Linked DNA regions of Ovis aries: regions 2 and 3 are each linked to region 1. The links are chromatin contacts, called in public Hi-C maps. All regions are on one chromosome and are shown on one strand. The core of a region is the stretch at or near the end of the contact, and the rest is flanking DNA. Distances in the headings are between cores, read along the strand shown. Region 1 holds the start of SUDS3 (SDS3 homolog, SIN3A corepressor complex component). Region 2 holds the start of PEBP1 (phosphatidylethanolamine binding protein 1). Region 3 overlaps TAOK3 (TAO kinase 3).

Region 1 (2,873 bases), core at 273-2,772:
TTTTGAGTTTTGTTGGGAGGAAGAATCCGTCAGAAGTAAAGCCAAGATTTTATTTACAACAAAGCATAAAATAAGAAATGTTAAATGGGATGAGAAATAAATTTTTCTTTTTGAAAAGTCCCTATGGGGACCAATTTAGAGATAAATTTGGTCACAAAGGATCTGATATTGGGTTCCATCCTGGCTTTTACATCTGTGTTCAACTTTACTGCTTGTACATTATTATTTCTTATGGAGACTTGTTTAGTTACTCAGTTGTGTCTGACTGATTTGAGACTCCCTGGACTGTAGCCTGCCAGGCTCCTCTGACCATGTGACTTCCTAGGCAAGAATATTGGAGTGGACTGCCATATCCTTCACCAGGAAATCTTCCTGACCCAAGGGTCTAACTCGAGTCTCCTGCATTGGCAGATGGTTTCTTTACTACTGAGCCACCAAGGAAGCCCTATGATTTGGGTGCAACATGAAGAATAGTGTTACTCTGGACAAACCGTTAAACATCTCTGGGCCCTTTTACCCCTTTTCTTACTACACACACCTGGATGAGGGACATCCTCAATTTGTTCATTAAGTAAAGCTTATAATACCATGTCCCCTTCTACTCAGAGTAATCACACAAATGAATTCATACAGATATTAAACTCTTTTTTCCAAGTTACCAGCTAGCGCCTTCCTTACCTGTGTTTAATTAATTTTCTGCAGGCACATGTTCCACTTGCTCAGTTGAGAGTTGGTTAGCAAGTTACTGGATTGGGAAAAACAACCTTTTAAAAAATTTATATTCTGAGAAATATAAGGCAGCTGTACCGGAGAGGACCTAGGGGTGACAATCTAAACAAAGCAGGCTGGCCGTTACCTTTTTTTTTTAAGGAAACTGACAGCTCTTTTATCTGTAAAATCGAGATAATACCGTACTGAGCAAACCTACACAAGCGGAAAGTCCTCCCACCGACTGGGAAGATACAGTTTTGCTGGCTCCAGCATGGCATCTTCGTTTTCATTTTAGTTCTTCAAAAGCTCTAAGCAGTCAGACGAGGAGCTGGGCTCCTTTTCTTCCGGATGATCACTCAAACTCTAAATGTCTAGGTTTCCCGACCTATAAACAGGATGGTTCATACCATTCACCTGTTTAAGTAAGAGGCCCACCTCCACCTACGTAGGAGAGCCCTGGGAACCCTTTGCCTCCCAAGTCCCTAAAAAAGCATCTCTGGTTTTGGCTCCAGGCGCCGCCTGGTGGCTGTTTCCGTAGGTGCCTCTGAGCGTTAGGGTCCTAGCCGCGGTCCGGCCTGCCCAAGAATTTGCCTAACTCGAGAGCCTGTCTGTGCCCCTCCCCTCTACCCGTCGAGGATTTTAAAGACGGCGATGAAGGAGATGGCGTTAAGGCGAAGAGGGCGACCGGCAGCCTCGCCACTCCCTCTAGGATGGCGGAGTCAGGCGGTCGTCAGGCAGCTCGCGACCCGGAAGTTGCCGCAGGCGCGAGGCCCCCGTTGCCGAGAGCGGGCGCGCGGGGCGGGGCTTGGCGAAGACGGGGAAGGGGTCGCCGGCGCTCCGGCTCTGGGAGTCGGCGGCTCCCTCAGGCGCTGCGACGCGGACGTAGAGCCTGGAGGGCGGGTGGCTGTGGTTCCCGGGGGGCACGCTCAGCTTCGGGCGGAGGCGACATGAGTGCTGCGGGGCTTTTGGCGCCTGCTCCGGCCCCGGCTGGAGCGCCGCCGGCCCCGGAGTACTACCCGGAGGAGGACGAAGAACTGGAGAGCGCCGAGGATGACGAGCGCAGCTGCCGGGGCCGCGAGTCGGACGAAGGTCCGTCTTCCCGCCGGCTGGGCAGCCCCGGGCCGGGGTGGGACGGCTGCGGGAAGGGGTGGGGCTGTCTGGGGGCGGGGCGGGGACAACTTCTGGGCCTTGGGGGTCGGCTGGAGGGGCCTCCCGGAGGAGCGCGGCTCCCGGAAGTTCCCCCGACCTGTGTTGGGGAAGGGGGAACCTCTGAGGACTTGGTTGCCGACAGTTAACGCGGAGAAGGGTCTTAAGGAGCTGTTATCAGAGCTTGTAGGTCCCTTTAAGGTTCTGCTCGTCTCCTCCCAGCTGTCTCTGAACTTCAGCTTTTCACCGGTCGGAGTGAAAGCCGCCATTCATTGGGTCTATTGAGCACTCCTCGCCTTTTAGTTCCTGAGAGGATCTGAGCAAAAGCCCAGTTTAGCTTCTTAGTTACCAAAGTGTCCCCACGCGCCCCCCACGCGCCCCCCACGCGCCCCCCGCCCCCCCGGAAAATGCTTAAGGCAGCCCCGCTCACAGGTTGGTTGAAAGGAGACCTGAGATCCACCAGATCGAATTAGATCTAAATTTGGCTCAATGAACCCAGCTTAATGATATCAGGCAATTTACTTAAGCTTGTGAGTCTCAGTTTCTCTAACAGCAGTGGGGCTCGCAGTAGTACCTGCTTCCTGGCGTAGGTGCCAGGATTAAATGAGCTTCAGGCCTAAAGCAGATCTTCCCTAGTGGCTCAGTTGTAAAGAATCCCCCTACCAATACAGAAGGAGACACGGGTTCGATCCCTGGGTGGGGATAATCCCCTGAAGAAGGAAATGGCAACCGCTCCATTTTGCTTGCCTGGGAAATCCCATGGACAGAGGAGCCTGGTGGACTACAGTCCATGGGGTCGCAAAAAGAGCCAGCGAGGACTTGGCAACTAAGCACACACACTGGCTTAAAGGATGTGAACTGGTCCTTGATAAAAATACTCAGTGTTTACCATTGGGGAAACACGCTCAGGGAGCAGAAGGTACGGATTTGCTTAATGATGCTCAGGTGTTGGAGAAGGCAATGGCAACCCACTCCAGTATTCTTGCCTGGAGAATCCCATGGACGCAGGAGCCTGG
Region 2 (2,873 bases), core at 145-2,644, 200 kb before region 1:
CCCAGGGACAGCGGAGCCTGGTGGGCTGCCGTCTACGCGGTTGCACAGAGTCGGACACGACTGAAGTGACGTAGCAGTAGTAAATAGTGCCGATCATATTTAGCAAAAATAAAGCATCTGGTGGCCACAACGAAAGCAGTTTTGAGGCAGTCACTTGTCAACAAAGGAGAAATAGTAACTATGGTTTGTTGACTAAAACAAAAATGCACAGCATAGTTCTGAGGAACTGCTTGGAAGAGGAAGGGGGAGAAGCCAGTACATATGTAATTTTGGCTAAGGGGTATGTGTGATCAAGCTTAAGTCTTAGTATAAGGTTGCTTCTAGGAGCAAATAGTTCATGATTTTAACGCGTTTTAAAAAAAGTATGGAAAGATGCAAGAATCTGGATTAATTAAAAAAATTCTCTTAGAATGTATCTAATTATCTAATAGTTTTGCCTTTTCTTCCCCAAAAAACAAAGTGCCTCGTTCTGTCCTGAATACCTTTCAGGGTACCCTATATTGTAGGCCGGGGACTGCAGTGGCTGACTTCTTTTAAAACTGGATGGTAGCAACTATACTCCAATAAAAATTAATTAAAAAAAACCACACTAGATGGTGAGCAACATTCCTTGTTTCACAAGTTAAAAAATCATTTCTCAAAAAAAAAAAAAATTCCCCTAAATCTTGGCAAGACCAAGTGAGGTTAGGAGAATCAAACGCTATGTGCAAATATGCTTGCCAGTTGAGAAAAGCGCAGACAGAAACAAAGTGAAGTCACTCAGTCGTGTCCAATTAGGCTCCTCAGTCCATGGAATTTTCCAGGCAAGAGTACTGGAGTGGGTTGCCATTTCCCTCTCCAGGGTATCTTCCCGACCCAGGGATCAAACTCGGGTCTCCCGCATTGCAGGCAGACGCAAGAGGGGATAGGAGAATCAAACGGTATGTGCAAATATTCACGCCGGTTGAGAACAGCGCCGACGAGCTTCCCCCAAGACCTTCTCCAGGCCGTTACCGAAGCCAGTGAGCATGCGCAAAAGTACAAAGAGGCGGGGCAATGTGGGTTGCTTTAACAAGTGCGAGAGAAAAGCAAGGCCTTACCATTTCTGCATTTATAAGGTTGAACAAAGAAAAAGGCAAAAAGCTTAAAAAAAATCGAAAGCAGCTCAATTGCAATTCTTGAAACAACAGTCTTGCAAGCTCAGTCATAACTCTTGGGAACTCCTCCAGCAGCGAGTAGCTAGATCTCCCTCTGCAAAAAGAAAGGCCGAGCCTGGTGCATTGACCCGGGAGCGCCGGACGGCCCGCGCTACAGAGCTCGGCCAATCAGAGAGCAGAGTGGGCCTCCCCGCCGGTGACTGGAGGAGCGGGGATGAGGCGGGGCGGTGGCTCAGGCGCATGCACTCCTCGGCCGTGTGACTTGAGCTACCTCGGTACAGTGTGCAGACTGCTGTGAGTCCGCAAGCCGCTTTCTCTGCTGTCTGACCTGCTCGGCTCCGCGATGCCGGTGGACCTCAGCAAGTGGTCCGGGCCTCTGAGCCTGCAGGAAGTGGATGAGCGGCCGCAGCACCCGCTGCAGGTCAAATACGGCGGGGCGGAGGTCGACGAACTGGGCAAAGTGCTGACACCCACCCAGGTACCGAGGGCGGAAGGGGTGCAGCTGCTGGCGGCTCGGAGGCTTTCAGGTCGGCGACCCAGTAGAAGTGGGGAGGACGTTCCGGGCTCTAGTGCGCCGGATCCACCTAGGGAAGGGAGTCGCGGTGCCCAAGCCGCAGGCCTGCCCATCGCTCCCTCCCCCTAACTAGCGCCCGGAACCTGGCACGTGGCGGGCGGGGCTTGCCCTGTGGAAATTGATACACTCTCCTGGGACTTCGAGGAGCAGGCAGGGAAGGAGGCCTTCCCCCGGAGGAAGTGGGCAGTGGCTGCTCACGCCCCCAGTGTCCCCTCCAGGCCGGGAATATTAGGCCGCAGTATGGGGAGTAAAAGCCCCACCCGAGGGCATTTGACGCATTACGTAACTAGTGAGCAGCAGGGCCCTGTGATTCCTCCTTTGTTTTTAACGGTCTGGAGCTGGAAGCTACCCAAAGGTAGGTGCGTTCTGCAGCTGGAAGGCTCGAGGGTAACGGCCGGGGCCGGCCGTGTTTTACCGTTTGGCTTCTGACCCCCGACCCCCTCCCCACTTGGCTAAGGCCTAACCAGGTTCTGGCTGCTGCAAGTTGGGGAACTAGGTGCTCGGACACCGTGGCCAGTAGTTGGTCCTGAAGCTTCGGGGCAGCAGTGCGAATAAACAGTGCTCAGATGGTTTATTAATTTAGATGTTTACAGAGTTTATTGTTTTGGGTGTGTAAAGTGCCCATCTGGCAGCCTCTTTTTGCCAAACTCATTGTCCACGTCTGTCCATCTTGGTTTTCTCTGCCCTTTTAAATGTACACTTAATTCAGATTTCACTTTAGCAGGCCCCAGATAATGTGGTCTCCAGTCTAGAGATTGTGTCATTGCAAATAATGTAAGGTTGTAGTCAGCAACCCTTGAAATCCTGACCTACCTCTTTCTGTTAGTAACATGCTAGGATACTAGCCCCATAGTGTTGTTGGGACTAAAATAAATAACGTATATTAAACATCAGTTCTGGGTTCTTACAGTACAGTTGAGCTTTTATTAATAATTTCTGTGCTTGACCTTTGAGGAATCCAAGGTCAAAGAAAGAGTGCTGGTTTCTTCAGCATTTCTGACTTTTAAGCTCTAAATCTGTTCCTTTCTACAGGTTAAGAACCGGCCCACTAGCATTACATGGGATGGCCTTGATCCAGGTAAATTGTACACCTTGGTCTTGACAGATCCGGATGCTCCCAGCAGGAAGGACCCCAAATACAGGCAAGTTGGAGAAAGATGGGG
Region 3 (2,873 bases), core at 278-2,777, 170 kb before region 1:
TGGAAAGGCTAACATAAGGTTACATAATTTCTATAAAGTAGAATTGAAGCTAAAACTCAGGTTTTTAGCTTTTCAACATTTTCCACTAAAAATGTCCCAAAGAATGGCTTACGTTTTTCTGTTTTATGCTGTTTCAGTCTGGAATACAATATTCTGAAGAATCCCTCTGCTCTAGCTAGACATGATGCAATGGTTGCTTAATCTGTACAAATGATTAAATATATATAGTAGGGCCACATTCTAGCTTATATAAATTCAATAAGGTTAGTTGAGCAAAAATACAAAAACAAATTTCATGGTAGAGGTGATTCTGTGCACTCCATGTATATACGCCTTGCAGGGAGTATAAGATGAGAGGCAGGCAGCTCCCTTTATCCCAGCCCACATCACATACACTGAGCATCACACCAGGCTGGATGTGAGCTTAGGGGTGAAACATATATACAGCATATGGCCATGACAGTACACCATGGCCACAAAACACATTTCTGTACACATTATTTGAACCTACCTTCTCTGAGATGTGGATTTAGGGTGTACCCCCCAAACAAACCTTCCCTAATCACAATCCAAGCATTCTATTTAAGTTTCAATGGACATACTATTGACTTCTTTAAAAGCATCTGATCTAACTCAAAAATTTTTATGTTAATGCCCACTGACACTGAGTAAGAATGAGAATTCAAAATATAAGTGGGGATGTTGTTAGCCTATGACATTTAATATTTTCTTAGCTTCAGTTCTTACCTGTATAACTGGTTAGGAAACAATGAGCACTGACGTGTAGTGACAATAAAAGAGGCTCAACTCAGCCTATGGTGATCTTTTTAAATGTTTTCATTAGTAAAAAGGAATGCTGGGGACTTCCCTGAAGTTCCAGTGGTTAAGACTCCACACTTTCACTGCAGGGCGCATGGGTTTGATCTCTAATTGGGGAACTAAGATCTTGCATGCTGTGTGGCCAGGCTAAAAAAAATTTAGTCTACCAAAAAGAAAAAAAGTGTTGGGTAGGGGAGGATTGCTAATTTTCAGTTTTGGTAAAGGTAGAGAAAAACAAGTAGTTTTTCTTGGTGGGAGTTATAAATCCTTAGAGGGCAATTTGACAATATCTATTAAAAATGCAGGTACATACACTCTGACCTAAAAATTCTCCTTCTGAGAATATTATATCCTACAAAATACTTGCTTACACGTAAAAAGTGATATTGCACAACTCCAGCAAAATACCCAGAAATGTGCCCAATTAAATAAATTGTTCTATAGCCATACCAAAAAAATAAATACTACTGATGATTAAAAAGAATGAAGCAGAGTTATATGTTTTAGATAGTAAATGAAAAATAATACAAAAGTAGAAGAGTTATGAAACGGTAAACTGGATATTTTTGTAGGTTCAGTATCCATTTTCCCTTCTTTTTGTTAACAGGCTCCTCTTTTTGTTTCAGAAACTACTCCACCCTATGTGGAAATCAGAGAGACTACTGAGTAAGTGAATGAGCACATTACCCAATCAAGTGCTATCTCTCCTAGGAATTTGAGTCTTAATGATACAAAGATGAAACATGGTTGGAGGAGGTACATCCAAATGGCAGTGTCTTGAGGAATGTCAATTAGCTCCTGTCCTCTAGGTCACAAAGTTGCTTTCCCAGCTTGATTCTTCATCTTTTCCAGCTTGGGTCTTCAGCTCCGTCATCTACCCCATATCCTTCCAATAAATTCCTTTCCATGCTAAGTCAGTCAGTTTGTTTCTATTGCTTGCAAATCAAATAAACCCACTGGTACTAACATAATCTTATTTTTGTAAGATTAAAGTTATATATAAATATAAATTGTATATACATATACACACACATGCATATCTGAAAAAACTCTGGTAATATATCTGCCAAATTAATGGTGACTATCTCAGGGTAGAAAATGGGTGGGATGGGATTATCAAGCACTTTCACAACTCAGTGTTTTTCTGCATTTGTCATTTTTCAATGTTCTTTTATAAATAGAAGACAAAAAACCGAACATTTTCACTAAGGTGGCTCCAGAATAAGGCTAAACAAAGGAAAACCTAGACTTTTCAGAAATAAACCCTTGTAGAGTTATTCTTCACCCAGTTGGTTAGAATCTGATACTAATGAATATAGTTTCTATCATTTGGAGGAATAATTGTCTTCTATAGTTTTTATTGGCACTAACTGCCCCTTAATCTCAGACTTCTTCCAAATACGTGACACTAGAACAAAAATAATAACTGCCAGATGGAAAGAATCCCAAATACGTTGTTTCTAACTGGCTATTGGACTTTTTGATTTGAATTTTTTAGCCTTCTAACAAACTCAACACATGTAATATTGAATTAACCAGTTTCTTACCAATACCTCTCTCTAAGCTTCCCTGTTTCTGCCCAAATCTACATTTCCCCAGCTCTTAAATCCTAGAAATAACTTTGCCTGTACCCTCGTCTCTTTCTCATATCCTTTTGTATCCCAAGTCCAGCTTATTTTATACTTCAAAATGTTTCAAACCCATCTCTCTTTTGCCAGCTAACACCCTATCTGTGTCTATAGCCTATTCCTACCACCGGATCTCTTTGCTTCTAGTTTCTTCCCTCTAAATTCAATGTTTCTCAACCTTTTCCCCCCATTATTTCCATCAGGGGCCTTTTTAGCCTCCACCCTTCCCTGATTATCCTCACCACTGAAATGCTAATAACAAACATGTACTGTATATTTTTTTATGTACTGTAGCCCTTCAGAGGGCCACAAGTCACTATAATATCTAAGACTCCTCCTCCACAAGAACTCCCTTTTTACTCCCCAGGGGGTAATACTGCTCCCACTGACCACGCACGCTCTAATCAATCTGTGCATCACCACCAA

The links. A called contact is a pair of places that touch in the nucleus more often than the background predicts.
Region 2: a Hi-C map of hypothalamus shows a contact between it and region 1, with 2.4 times the contacts expected there. The contact joins the promoter of PEBP1 here to the promoter of SUDS3 in region 1. A contact is called at or near these places in 2 of 16 Hi-C or Micro-C datasets (hypothalamus and skin fibroblasts).
Region 3: a Hi-C map of tail adipose tissue shows a contact between it and region 1, with 4 times the contacts expected there. The contact joins the enhancer-like site here to the promoter of SUDS3 in region 1. A contact is called at or near these places in 5 of 16 Hi-C or Micro-C datasets (hypothalamus, muscle, skin fibroblasts and 1 more).

The regions. Positions count from the first base shown.
Region 1 is chr17:56,897,371-56,900,243 of ARS-UI_Ramb_v3.0, reverse strand. It overlaps SUDS3 (SDS3 homolog, SIN3A corepressor complex component), which reads left to right and starts at 1,522. Exons shown (of 12, transcript XM_015101645.3): 1 at 1,522-1,800. The coding sequence starts at 1,659.
Region 2 is chr17:57,100,723-57,103,595 of ARS-UI_Ramb_v3.0, reverse strand. PEBP1 (phosphatidylethanolamine binding protein 1) reads left to right here and starts at 1,394. Exons shown (of 4, transcript XM_004017378.6): 1 at 1,394-1,614; 2 at 2,743-2,852. The coding sequence starts at 1,480.
Region 3 is chr17:57,069,660-57,072,532 of ARS-UI_Ramb_v3.0, reverse strand. All of the region lies in intron 16 of TAOK3 (TAO kinase 3), which reads right to left. Among named protein-coding and RNA genes, the nearest start is that of PEBP1, 31 kb to the left of the region's middle. Within about 2 kb of position 1,527, at least 5 of the 54 cell types and tissues checked have an H3K27ac peak or open chromatin away from gene starts, as enhancers often do. A contact at or near this core is called in tail adipose tissue, where this site is marked.